2 separate regions of the Mus musculus genome follow, and region 1 is linked to region 2. The links are chromatin contacts, called in public Hi-C maps. All regions are on one chromosome and are shown on one strand. Each heading gives the region's core, a stretch centred on a gene start, on an enhancer-like site or on the middle of the called end of the contact. The rest is flanking DNA. Distances are from core to core; before and after follow the strand shown. Region 1 overlaps Aopep (aminopeptidase O). Region 2 has its middle 19 kb from the start of Gm40981.

Evidence for each region. A called contact is a pair of places that touch in the nucleus more often than the background predicts.
Region 1: a Hi-C map of the N1E-115 cell line shows a contact between it and region 2, with 1.8 times the contacts expected there. The contact joins two enhancer-like sites. A contact is called at or near these places in 1 of 15 datasets of contacts at CTCF or cohesin (large pre-B cells), 2 of 484 Hi-C or Micro-C datasets (the N1E-115 cell line and epidermal suprabasal cells) and 1 of 115 datasets of contacts at active chromatin or transcription factors (large pre-B cells).

Annotation. Positions count from the first base shown.
Region 1 is chr13:63,070,789-63,076,295 of GRCm38.p6, forward strand. The region is part of intron 5 of Aopep (aminopeptidase O); the gene reads left to right. Among named protein-coding and RNA genes, the nearest start is that of Gm46422, 21 kb to the right of the region's middle. Within about 2 kb of position 3,298, at least 46 of the 459 cell types and tissues checked have an H3K27ac peak or open chromatin away from gene starts, as enhancers often do. A contact at or near this core is called in the N1E-115 cell line, where this site is marked.
Region 2 is chr13:62,933,914-62,939,585 of GRCm38.p6, forward strand. No RefSeq gene overlaps it. Among named protein-coding and RNA genes, the nearest start is that of Gm40981, 19 kb to the left of the region's middle. Within about 2 kb of position 2,653, at least 10 of the 459 cell types and tissues checked have an H3K27ac peak or open chromatin away from gene starts, as enhancers often do. A contact at or near this core is called in the N1E-115 cell line, where this site is marked.

The DNA of each region.
Region 1 (5,507 bases), core at 2,048-4,547, 140 kb after region 2:
GCTTGCATTTGGTCTTCCATGGCCCGCTCCATCTCATCTTTTACTCATTTGAGATATGTGGACTTTCTGGGTTTGTTTCATTTCATTTCTGCCTCTGTGAACATGGCATCTGCATGTTTTGGAGTAATAGGATGCAGTCATAAAGTTATGAATACATTTTAAATAAGTTTCTCATGTACAGAAAGTTCTCCTGCTGTTGAGATAATATTCCACCGTTTTCATTATGACCTCATGCATTCTCGTGTCTCAAGTTGAGATGGAACAGCCAACCCACTTTCCTTTTACTGAGAAATGAATGCAAAGGATGGTCTTGGTCACACTCCATACCTTGCTATAGTGTCAGTAATGTCAGTGACATGATAGCCTGGAACTAGACTTATGAATATTGCTTAAGGTGAACATGTGAGTCCTACCTCTCTACATGATTATTTTGCTATTTGTCTCACATCAGATCACAATTATGTCCTGGTCTTACCTATTTTTATCTTTAATAGTTCAGTTATGTGTCACAAAGCAGAATTAGGCTGGCAAGACTACCTTGTTGATATCGAGGTACCCCACCCCCTACTCTATAATTGAATTTTAAGAATCCTGCAAATTATCTCAATGCTTTGTTTCTTGCCATCAAAAGTCATGTGGCTCTGCATTTCAACTTCTCTGTTCACATGTTAGTCTTGCCTCTGTCCAGTTGGTAGTGTGGCTGGCTGAAGTAGCCGGCAGACACTGATCTCCTTTCGTTTTTTTTGTTTGTTTTTTGTTTTGGTTTTTCGAGACAGGGTTTCTCTGTGTAGCCCTTGTTGTCCTGGAACTCACTTTGTAGACCAGGCTGGCCTTTAATTCAGAAATCTGCCTGGCTCTGCCTCCTGAGTGCTGGGATTAAAAGTGTGCGCCACCACGCCTGGCTCTCTGACCTCCTTTCAACTGGCTCCACACCAGGTTGTGTGTAGCTGTCTGCTCAGTCTCTGTGTTTCCATCAAGCATATTGTCTGATGCAGCACTTAAACTTCAGAACCTGCAAGGGCAAGTGCGGTTGATGAGATAGATCTTCATTCCAGTCTGGGAGAAATAGGGAATACACAGAAGTGAAAATGTGTGCTCTGCAGAAAGTAAAACCAAGGGCACTGGAGGGTAGGGAGGGTGGCTTTGTTAGGGTGGGCTCAGGTCAGCCACGAGAGAATAAGCAGACACTGAGATATGGGACAACCACAGAGACGAGCTTTGTCCTGGGGTCGTGGGTGCTGTACTGTCTCGTGACCTGCTAACTAGAGCCCCAGGGCTCAGCAACTGCTGTTCTTAAGCAGAGCCTCCGCTGCTGGAACTAGCACAGCACCTGACTCCTAGCCTGGACTCTTATCCCGGTGCCAAGGGAGAAAGGTGACCCCAAGCCACATTGTCTTTACCTGCTGTCTGTTTCGTGATTCCTTGCTCACACGGTAGGGCACAGGGAGGGGAGCTCAATGTAAATGTTTGCTTGTCTAAGTTTTTAAGGATTTTTTTTTCTTATTGAACAAAAATAATGTTGACAAAGAGTTTACAGAAATAATTACGCAAATATTCTCAATGCTCTTGGTGGAGAAATATTGTAAAGCCCCTTATTAACACAACTTGTTTGGGTTGTGCAATGGAAGATGTCTGCATCTTATCCCAGCTCCTGACTCTGCATGGAGTTTCCTAAGTACCTCAAGTACAAACAGGCGTCCTGCACACACTTGCCCAGGAGCGACTGGAGCCAGGTTGCCCCACCCCTCTCCCTGGAGTTAGACAGGGTGTTGTCTTGTTTGTTCTTATCTCCCAGCCAATTCGTAATAGAATAAGCAAAGCACAACAGGCTGCTACAAAGGGCCTGTTGTTTTCAGCCTCTGACTGCACTCCTTTCTGCCAGAGAGGAAGCAGTCATAAGTTTCTGTCATTATCTTAAGTGGTAAGGTTTCACAGGCTTTGGAAGTCTTTCTTCAATTGTTTTTTCTTTTCTTTTTCTTTTTTTTTTTTTTTTTGCTAACTTACACTTTAATTCCCTAAGGCCCCTCCTTTAAATGCCAAGGGTTGTGCCCACAGTGGTTCTTCCCTGAGGAACAGGCCCCGAGACAAGTCAGTGCGTGTTCACTCCCCTGTCTGCCCACCCTTAACTCTTTGGCTTTCTCTCACAAGCTCCATACTTGGGTTTGCATATATGTTTTGTTTTGAGCTTCCATGGTTTCTCAGATTTTAAGTACAATCTCAAATGTTTTCATGGGTTGTTTCTTTAAAAACCCAAACATTTGAATGAGCACTCCTGTCCCTTGTGCCTTTTGCACAGGTGGGTGAGGTGACAAGCAGCTCACACCTTCCTTTTCTGTCCCTAGAAAAGTTTGTTTTTTGCAAGCTTGCTGGGACTGTTCGCTGAGCAGTGGCCCTCTGAGGGTGGCGGGTGGTGTGCCCCCTCGGTGCTTTCTTGACACTCTTCACTTGACTGCTGATTTACCTAACTTTGCTTCTCTTCCTACTGAGGGGTCTTCTCCTAACTTGTTCTGCTCGTCATTTCTCTTTCCTAAAGCAGTAACTGTTATCCATAAAGTATTGGATTTGTAGGCCTTGGAAAGCCCTGGCTACAATGGTTTTGCTGATCATCGACATGGTGACCTTGGCTTTTCCACTCACAAACCCTCTCTGCAAGAGATCTTTATATTAAAATTGTAAGTGTAAAATTAGCACAAAACCAAAATGTTTACTGATGAGTGGTAAAGAAATATATCTTAGCATTTTCAGTACATCATTTATTAAAGACTACTATGCACATTAATGCAACAGATATGACTGGGCATCTTTACATGAACAGTTAAATCCTAGCTGAATAATTGACACTACAGGATATGGTACATCTTCAGTATTTTTCAAAATTGATTGATATTTTGACTTTAAAATCCTCAACATTCAGAAGGCTGTTTCAAACAAATATGGTAGGAGTATTTTACAGCCAGCTTAAAAAAAAATCATTAGAAATTCTGCACTAATTCTAATGATCCGATTCATTTTATGATTTTTTTAAAAAATGAAACTCAAATCAGCAACTTAAGCATTCCTAAAGCCAAACATGCTAACATGAAATAATCAATTCAGAGATACACTGATCTCACACTTGCATGCTGAGGCATGATAATTGGGAAAATATAAGTCCTTGCTTCCTGTGATTAAATCTTTGTTTCCATGAAAGCAGAAAACCTTGTGTGCACAGTGAAAACCCGGCGGTGGTAACATTCAGCAGCTGCAAGTCTGTGACAAGTATTTGGAGCTGCAAGGAGAAGTGCAAAGTGAACATATGATGCAATGCCAGTAACTGCTGCCAGAAACACGTTCAACTCAGCATGTGTTGGGTTTGAACTATACTGGTTATAGGCTCAACAACATTTCACTGGGGCCAAACTTTTGTGCCCCTGCCCCCCAACTCAGTTACAGTGTTCAGGTATCCACCCACAGTTTAAGAAACAGTGGTCTTGACAGTAATCAGTTTGTATTAAGTTGTGCAGGGACTGAGAGTTTGGAGCTCCGACATTGGAGAGACTTGTCTAACTGTCTGGGGTTGAAGGCATTGCTCTGAGGGAAGACGATGTGGGTCATGGCTCAGAGTGGGCCAGCTCTGCAGTGAGTGTGCAGGACCAGCTTCTCATTGAGGGGTGGTCAAAGCGAAAGCATGGCTTCTGTTTGTCTAGAATCTTCTTGTTATGGAGCAGCTGTGCCGCTTGTCAGACCCACAAGTAGCATTTTATCATCATCGGACTGTGACCTCTCACCCTCTGGATGATTGCACTTAAGTGTTTCCTTTTCTTTGAACTGTTCACACACACGTAGACTGACAGAGAACTGCTGAAGCCATCCTTCAAGAGAACTTGCCAGGCCTTTGAAAGGCCTGCAGCAATCATCCTCTACCTGTGTTTGTAATCATCTCTCCCTTTTGATGTCATCATAAGCAGCTAATCTCTTCCAGTCCTGCACCCTGCCTGATGTGGCTAGTTGCCACCAACTTATGATTCTCCTCTTGGAGGGAAAGCCACTCCCACCTCACTAATGAGCCCCTATTGCTGTGCTCGCTGGATAGGGAGTCATGGAAGGCAAGGGATAAGAGCCTACATTTGAATGTTGACCGTTTCAGGGTCTCATTTCTGAAACTATTACAGAGAAAAGTGCTGGGTTCTAGACAACGTTATAAACATGTTAGTTCCTTATTGGGGAGAATACTAGCTCTAGAAATAGTCTTTAAACATAATGTATGAAGGGCTCTCCTGAGAGGGACCTATGTATGGAGTATATAGCCTTGTGCCCTTAACTCATTCTACAGTGCAATTGAACACATTGAGTGAAAGGCCAAAGATAAAAGGAAATTATTTTCAAAACTGTATTCCTTTGGTGGCTGAAGATGTAGCTGTTCGCAGAGTGCTTCTCTAGCATGCCTGTAGCCCTAGGTTCAATCTTCAGCATAAAATGGGATGTGAGGTCACATACCATATCCTCAGTTTCTGGAAGCAAGAGGATCAGAAATTCAGGATCACCTGTTGGCTTAGATTTTTCAAAGACCTACTTTGATGGTTCTTAAACACTTTAACCTCCCCTCTAGCCTACTACCCACCAGAGGTAGTAGGAAAAAAAAAGGATATTATGATATGGAGGGAGTGGTCTGGTTTAGAAATTGTTCTTTGGAGCAAATCACATCTGCTTTGTCAAGAAATCAGCAGTTCACTCCACAGGAGTCAGCAGTGGCAGCTTGATTCACTCAAAAAACACTTCACGGATATACCAGCAGTCCAGTTCAGTAGTGTTGGGATAGCAACAGTAGTGGCATGACCTAGCAGGACTAGCCAGCTAGGCCTTAGCCGAATCAGCAGGAGAGATTAAGACCAGTGGGGACACCAGAAGACATTCTCTACTGTGCCTCTTTCAACAAAGCAAAGATCAGTAAAGATGAGAGACCAAGAAGTGTTGTAAAGCTAGCTATACAAGCAAGCCAAGCCAAGCCCCTGTTTCACCATGTGTCTTAGCAAAACTCCATGTGAGTCTATATCAGATAACATCACTCTGCCAATTCCATGGCAAGAAGCCACCAGCACACCACTAGAAGTTTTAGTTTTGGTGTGTTTCTCCTTATGGAGTCTCAACAAAGATGACGAATAAACAATGGTAAGACATACCGATACCATCCAGTGTCATCCACTGTCTATTTGGGTCCTTCTTAACATCATTTGTCCTTTCACAAGTTTGTTTTATTGAAATGTTCCTTCACAAGTCTACCTTAGCAAAACATCCTTTCACCTGTGTCCACTTCAGGAAAACACTCCTTCACATTTCTACCCCAGCAAAACACCATCTGATACAACTGACTGTCCAAAGAGACTAGAAGTTTCTACTTCAGTCATCTCTGGTTACATAAAGACAGGCTAGCCTAGGCCCCACAAGACCCTATCTTGAAATAAAGAAATACTATTTTCATAAAAACCTGAATGTTGTGTGGGATGTGAGGGTTCAAGTTAAAATGAATC
Region 2 (5,672 bases), core at 1,403-3,902:
ACCTCCCTTTGGGGTGCAGAATGGAAGGAGAGAACAGATAGGATAGATCAGGGCAAATAACTAAATGTTGTAGCATTCTGACCTAGGTCTTATTTGCAGACTTTTTTTCTTTTTTTCAACAAGCCAGAGCCCTATAGTGTTCTGGGTATGTGCTCTACCACTGAGTTATCAAACCAACTCTGAATTATCTTTTGAATTAAATATATACACAATTCCTATTCCCTCCATGAGATGTGTTAAGGAGAATTTTAGGTGGTATTCCTCTTCATCTGAATTAACAATGATACAAAGTATCATGTTCCAATTACAACTACAATTACAAGAGCCATCGACTGCAATTCAAAGACATGGCCAAGATGCCTTCATTTTATATTCCTTTTGCCACTTGAATATCTGCATTTTTTCCCCCAGAACAGTAGCCTCTTGGGAGGACTCTGGGTACACTTGTAGTAAGATGTTTCAGTGACAGCTCAGCAGGAGAAAGGTGGGAAACACATCTCTAGACTCCAGTTCTATTCTGCTTCCAACCCTGGACAGCCCAAATGCCACATGTAATACTGGAACAGTCTCCCCTCCCCTCCCCTCCCCTCTCCTCCCCTCCCCTCCCCTCCCCTCCCTTCTCCCCTCGTCTTCCTTTCCTAGAACTCCCTCTGTAGACCAGGCTGGCCTCGAACTCAGAAATCTGCCTGCCTCTGTCTACCAAGTACTGGGATTAAAGTTGTGCACCACCATGCCCAGCTCTCTTTCTTAATATTCTCTCTCTCTCTCTTCCTTCCTTTCTTCCCTTCTTTCTTTCTTTTTCTGTAAGGACCTCCCCTAAGTTTGCTTCTTGAAAACATTGGAAGAGAAAAGTTCTATTCCTTTCCCTTTCCCATAGCCAGGTCTCACAACCTCCCAAAGCCATATGTTTATAGTCTGTGTGCTGATCAGATCCCATATGTGCCAATCTAGATGAAGACTATGTCCCTCCATGGGAGGGGAACTAACAGCAAGGCAGAGCTATGGTGGCTCAGGACTATAATCACAGCATCCAGGAGGCTGAAGCTGGTGGATCACAAGTTAGAAGCCAGCCTGGGCTTCAATATGACAAATAACAAAATAAATCCCCAGCACAAGGTCTGGGTAATAAACTTTACTAAGCTTTTGTGGTTTTTCTTTAAATTGTGTGTACACATACATGGTCACGCATATGTGCATGTGTGCATGCACATGTATATACAGTCAAGAACTAAAATCTGACGGGTAGGTGAGCTTCAGGAATCCTCCTGTCTATACTTCCCAGCACTGGAGATACAAGCCCATACCACTGTGCAAGCTTGTATATGGATGCCACAGATTAAATTGGGTCCTTATCCTTATATGGCAAGAACTTTACCAACTGAATGAACTACCTTCTCAGCTCCTACATGGAATTATGTGCTAGAAACTCCAAAATAATTGAATCCCAGGGTCATCTGCCCTGAAAAGCCCTTTGACCCCTTTACTCTCAGAGTAAAAATTTCCTTTCTGCACTCTGAACTATTTTCTTTTCAATGAGTCTTTGACAAAAAACAAAAACATAACATGCCTGTGGCAAAGATCACCCATGGCCCACACCCACACCCACACCCACCATTCACCACCTCAGATGTGCCATCTGCAGCTTGCTACAAGCCTGTTGCTCTGCAGTGGTGCAATTCTCTTATCTTCGGGCATTCTTCCATAAGTGCTAGGAAATGAGTGTTCCCAGGATGCACTCCTCAGCAAGGGATGGATGGGAACTAAAGCATCAATTCTTCATCTTTGTTACTGGTGGCGGTGTGTGGGGCAGGAATGACTATGTGGTGATCTCTGCACACTCCACCAAATCTCCCAGGGGAATTGGCTTCCATTGCTCATAAAGGCAACTTCCTTCAGAGTATATGATATTTTGAGCCTTTCCTGTCTTACTCCCCACCCCATGCTCCAGTGCTTCTTAGAGTCCTCCAAGGAAGTTGCGTGTACTCAGTGCTTTGTTGTAGGTGTCTGTCAGATGTGTCCCTCTCTCCAAAAGTATATTACTAACTCCCAGTATCTTAAATGTGAACTTATGTGGAAATAAGGTCTTTATGGAAGTAATCAAATAAAATATGCTCTCCCCAGGCTAGAGAGGAAGCTAATTTGATATGACTAGTATCCTTATAAGAGCAGAGAAGTGGGGCAAGAGCAATGAAGAGAGATCAGAGGGAGAGAGAAAACAATGTGACAACAGACTTAAGACTGATGCACCTACAAGGGCTGTTGTTCACTCAGAAAGCCAAGAGAAGAGTCCAACCTAGAGCCATCAAAGAGAGTGGGACCCTGCTGACCTCTCAGGCCTCCACACTCCAGAATTGTGAGACAATCCTTTTCTGCCATTCTAGGACACTCAGTTTGTGGTAGTTTGTATGGAAACCCTAAGAAGCCAATAGTTCTCTACCCTGTTTATAACATACTCCTTGAAACACAATGATAAATAACAATGGCTTTGTTTTTTAATTTTCCAATTTTCTGGTTTAGGAATATCAGCGATTCTTCTGTCCTATGTAATGGCAGCTGGCGGCTATTCTCTGATGCTTAACAGAGAGGTAGCCTGGACTTTGCAGGCCCTTGGGCCTAGAAAGCCCACAGGTGGTCTCTCCCACACGCCAAGTAGAAGGTCCCCCATGATCTTCTGTGGTATTTGGGGCCCCCAGGGACAAGGTTTTCTAAGACATCCAAGTAGACATTGCAAGGTTTCTCAGAAGTCTCAGGTTGTCACCACATCCCTGGCTTCCTAAATCAGAATCTAGCCTAGATGAAAGGGATTAGAGATTAGATTCTGACTCACAATGCACAGAGAAGCATTGAGATGTGGCTATCTTAATGTGCTCATCTTCAACAGTCAGGTGTACATCTTCCTAAGTTCCTCATTAGAGGAGCCCTCCTTTCCTACCCTAAGATTCCCCCAAGACAAAAATCTACTCAACAAAAAAAATCACTAAGTTTTGACATCAACATTCTATGATTTTTTGGAGTGATTTTCTTAATGTCAATCATGTCAATGTATGAGCTTTCCATGGAGCTATTTTCAAGCTAAAAAGGAAAACCAGAAAGCAGGCCTAGAGAGATGGTTCAGTAAAGTGCTTGTCGGACAAATGTGAGGACTTGAATTCAATCCCAATCCCAGTGCTCACGCAAACAAAACAATAACAACCCAACACAAGGCTGACTTGGTAGTACACATTTGTAAGCCTAGCACTGGAGTGTAGAAGACAGGTAGATCCTGAAGCTAACTGGACCAGCCAGTTTAGCCTGCTTGTCAAGTTTCACAGTGGTTAAAAACCTTGTCTCAAAATAAATAAAATAAAGTCAGGGTATGTGTGGGACGATAGTACTTGATGCATGATACATGAGGCTGTCCTCTGTCTCAATTACTAAGGAAAAGCACAGTACAGGAAGACTTCCAACATCAACCTCTTTGGCCTCCCAATATCTGCATACACACATCTACACACACCTGTACCCCTACGCATATAAGCATGTATATACTCACACATGTATACTGACAGGTTTTTAGTATCTTACTAAAGCTGACCTCTTTCTGGTCCCTTGTCTTATTCTTGCAGCATAGAAAAAGCTGTTGTTCAGAAACCCTGTCAGAGTTGCTACTTACTGACAGGGACAGCTTGAAGTGACACTGAACGCACTCAGAATGTGCTTTCATGACGGGCTGAAGAGTATTTTAGGTTCTTGTGGGCCAAGAGGCAAAGCCAGGATATTTTGTGCACACTCAAATTTGCCCTCTGAAACTTCGCTGAACATCCTTGGGTCAGCAGGTACTGGGCCGGATTTGCACAATGTGCTGTGTTTGCCACTCCCTGGAGTAGTGGACCAAGAACAAGACTTCAGGTCAGAAGAATATAGCTGGGTTCCTCTTCAGTCACCTTACCATATAACCTTTAACAGTCTTACCCAGAGCAGAAGACCCTACTGGACATGCCAGCCACAAACGGGGCTCTTCTGGGGGCTAGAAGGTGCTTGCCTTGCAGAAATTGATGACCTGAGTGTCACCCCAAAATCTGCATTAAAAAGAAAGAAGTCAGATGTGGTAGAGCATGAGTGTAATGCCAGCACTGGGAAGGTGGAGGCAGATGGGTCCTCTGGGTTGGATGGCCAGGAAGCCTAGTAACTTACTTGGTGAGCTTCAGGACAGTAAGAAACCTGTCACAAACAGAAACAGGTAGACGGTGCCCAAGGAATGACACACATGAATATTGTCTAGCTTTCATACACATGTGCACATACATAAGAACATGCACACATGCACATATGGGGAAGAGGGGATGGGAAGGCGAGGGGTGGGGAGGGGAAGGAAGAGACGAGACACAGAGCCTGAAGCTCTACTCTAACTCCACAATCATGATATTCATTCAGTGTTGGCCTATGTATAAAGTAAGGGGACAGGAAAGGTGGCTTTACCAGAGGCATAGACCAACATGCATTCTGCATCAGTACCAAAGCTCCCTGTCATGGGGACACAGTTCCTCTGAGTTAAGTAAACTTGAGCTCAAACCGCATGAACCAGAAATGCCCAAGCTCAGATGCTCAGGCAGCACTGCAATGCCCTCCCCGTGTCTGAATCTCAGTAAGTGATTTTCCAGTTGACCCATTGACCTAAGAAAATCATTCCAAGGCATGATGGGTATTCTGCAATTCTTAGAATAGGTACACAATAGAGATAAGTCCTGATCAAGTACCAGCACTCCCTATCCCAAGAAACATTGTAACTGAGGCACGTTGGTATCCCCAGAATCCACGAAAAGGGAAGGGGAGAGCATCCTAATGAGGTTCCCACAAACCCTCATCTAATCTTGGAGAGATTTGCTAGGATCAAACGATAATCACACAAAAACCTTTTGCCTGCGAGCATATGCTCAAAATCTGTCAGTCAATTTAGTTACAGCTCTGTCCTTAGATGCCTCCTAAGTGTGATGTCCTTTTAAAATGTCTGTACTTGAAGTGCATAGTGTGACACAGACAAATCTGAAGATCCAGCTCAGAGGTACAAGCACACACACCTTGAAGCATGCCACCCACATCAAGAAATGGATTGTTTGTATCATTATAGAGATCTCCAAACTCCTTTCCTACCCCCACCCCAGAGGCAACCACTGTCCCAAACTCTCCATAGAATGCTGTCTTTCCTGAATTTTCCAATGCAAGGACACAGTATGTGCACGTGTCTGGCTTCTTTTGCTCAACATATTCTTAATATTCAGCTGTGTCTCTCATACAAGCAGTTCCTCTCTCTCCCTTTTCTCTATTTTATGACATCTTCCTTTAGTTTGTAAGAACTTTTCAATCCTGCATTGATAGCAGGAGCTGGGTTGAATTGCTTCACCCCTGATGTGATTTCTGGTCTTGATCACTGTGCTATCGTCTCTCCCACACTTTGGAAGTTATAAAGTCAATAACCAGACTGTCATTCCCAACACGGACAAGGGGTTTTTTGGGGGAGAAAGGCTTCTGTTATCTTAACATTTATTACTCTATTTGTCTTCAAATCAAGTCTGCTCGATTCATATTTAACCATTTTCTTTACATAGAAAACAGAAGGAAAGACTAGATAAGCTTCCTACCAGGGGAGTCTGGGTGGAGCTTTAAGATAAAAGGCACACACTCTGCCCATAAGA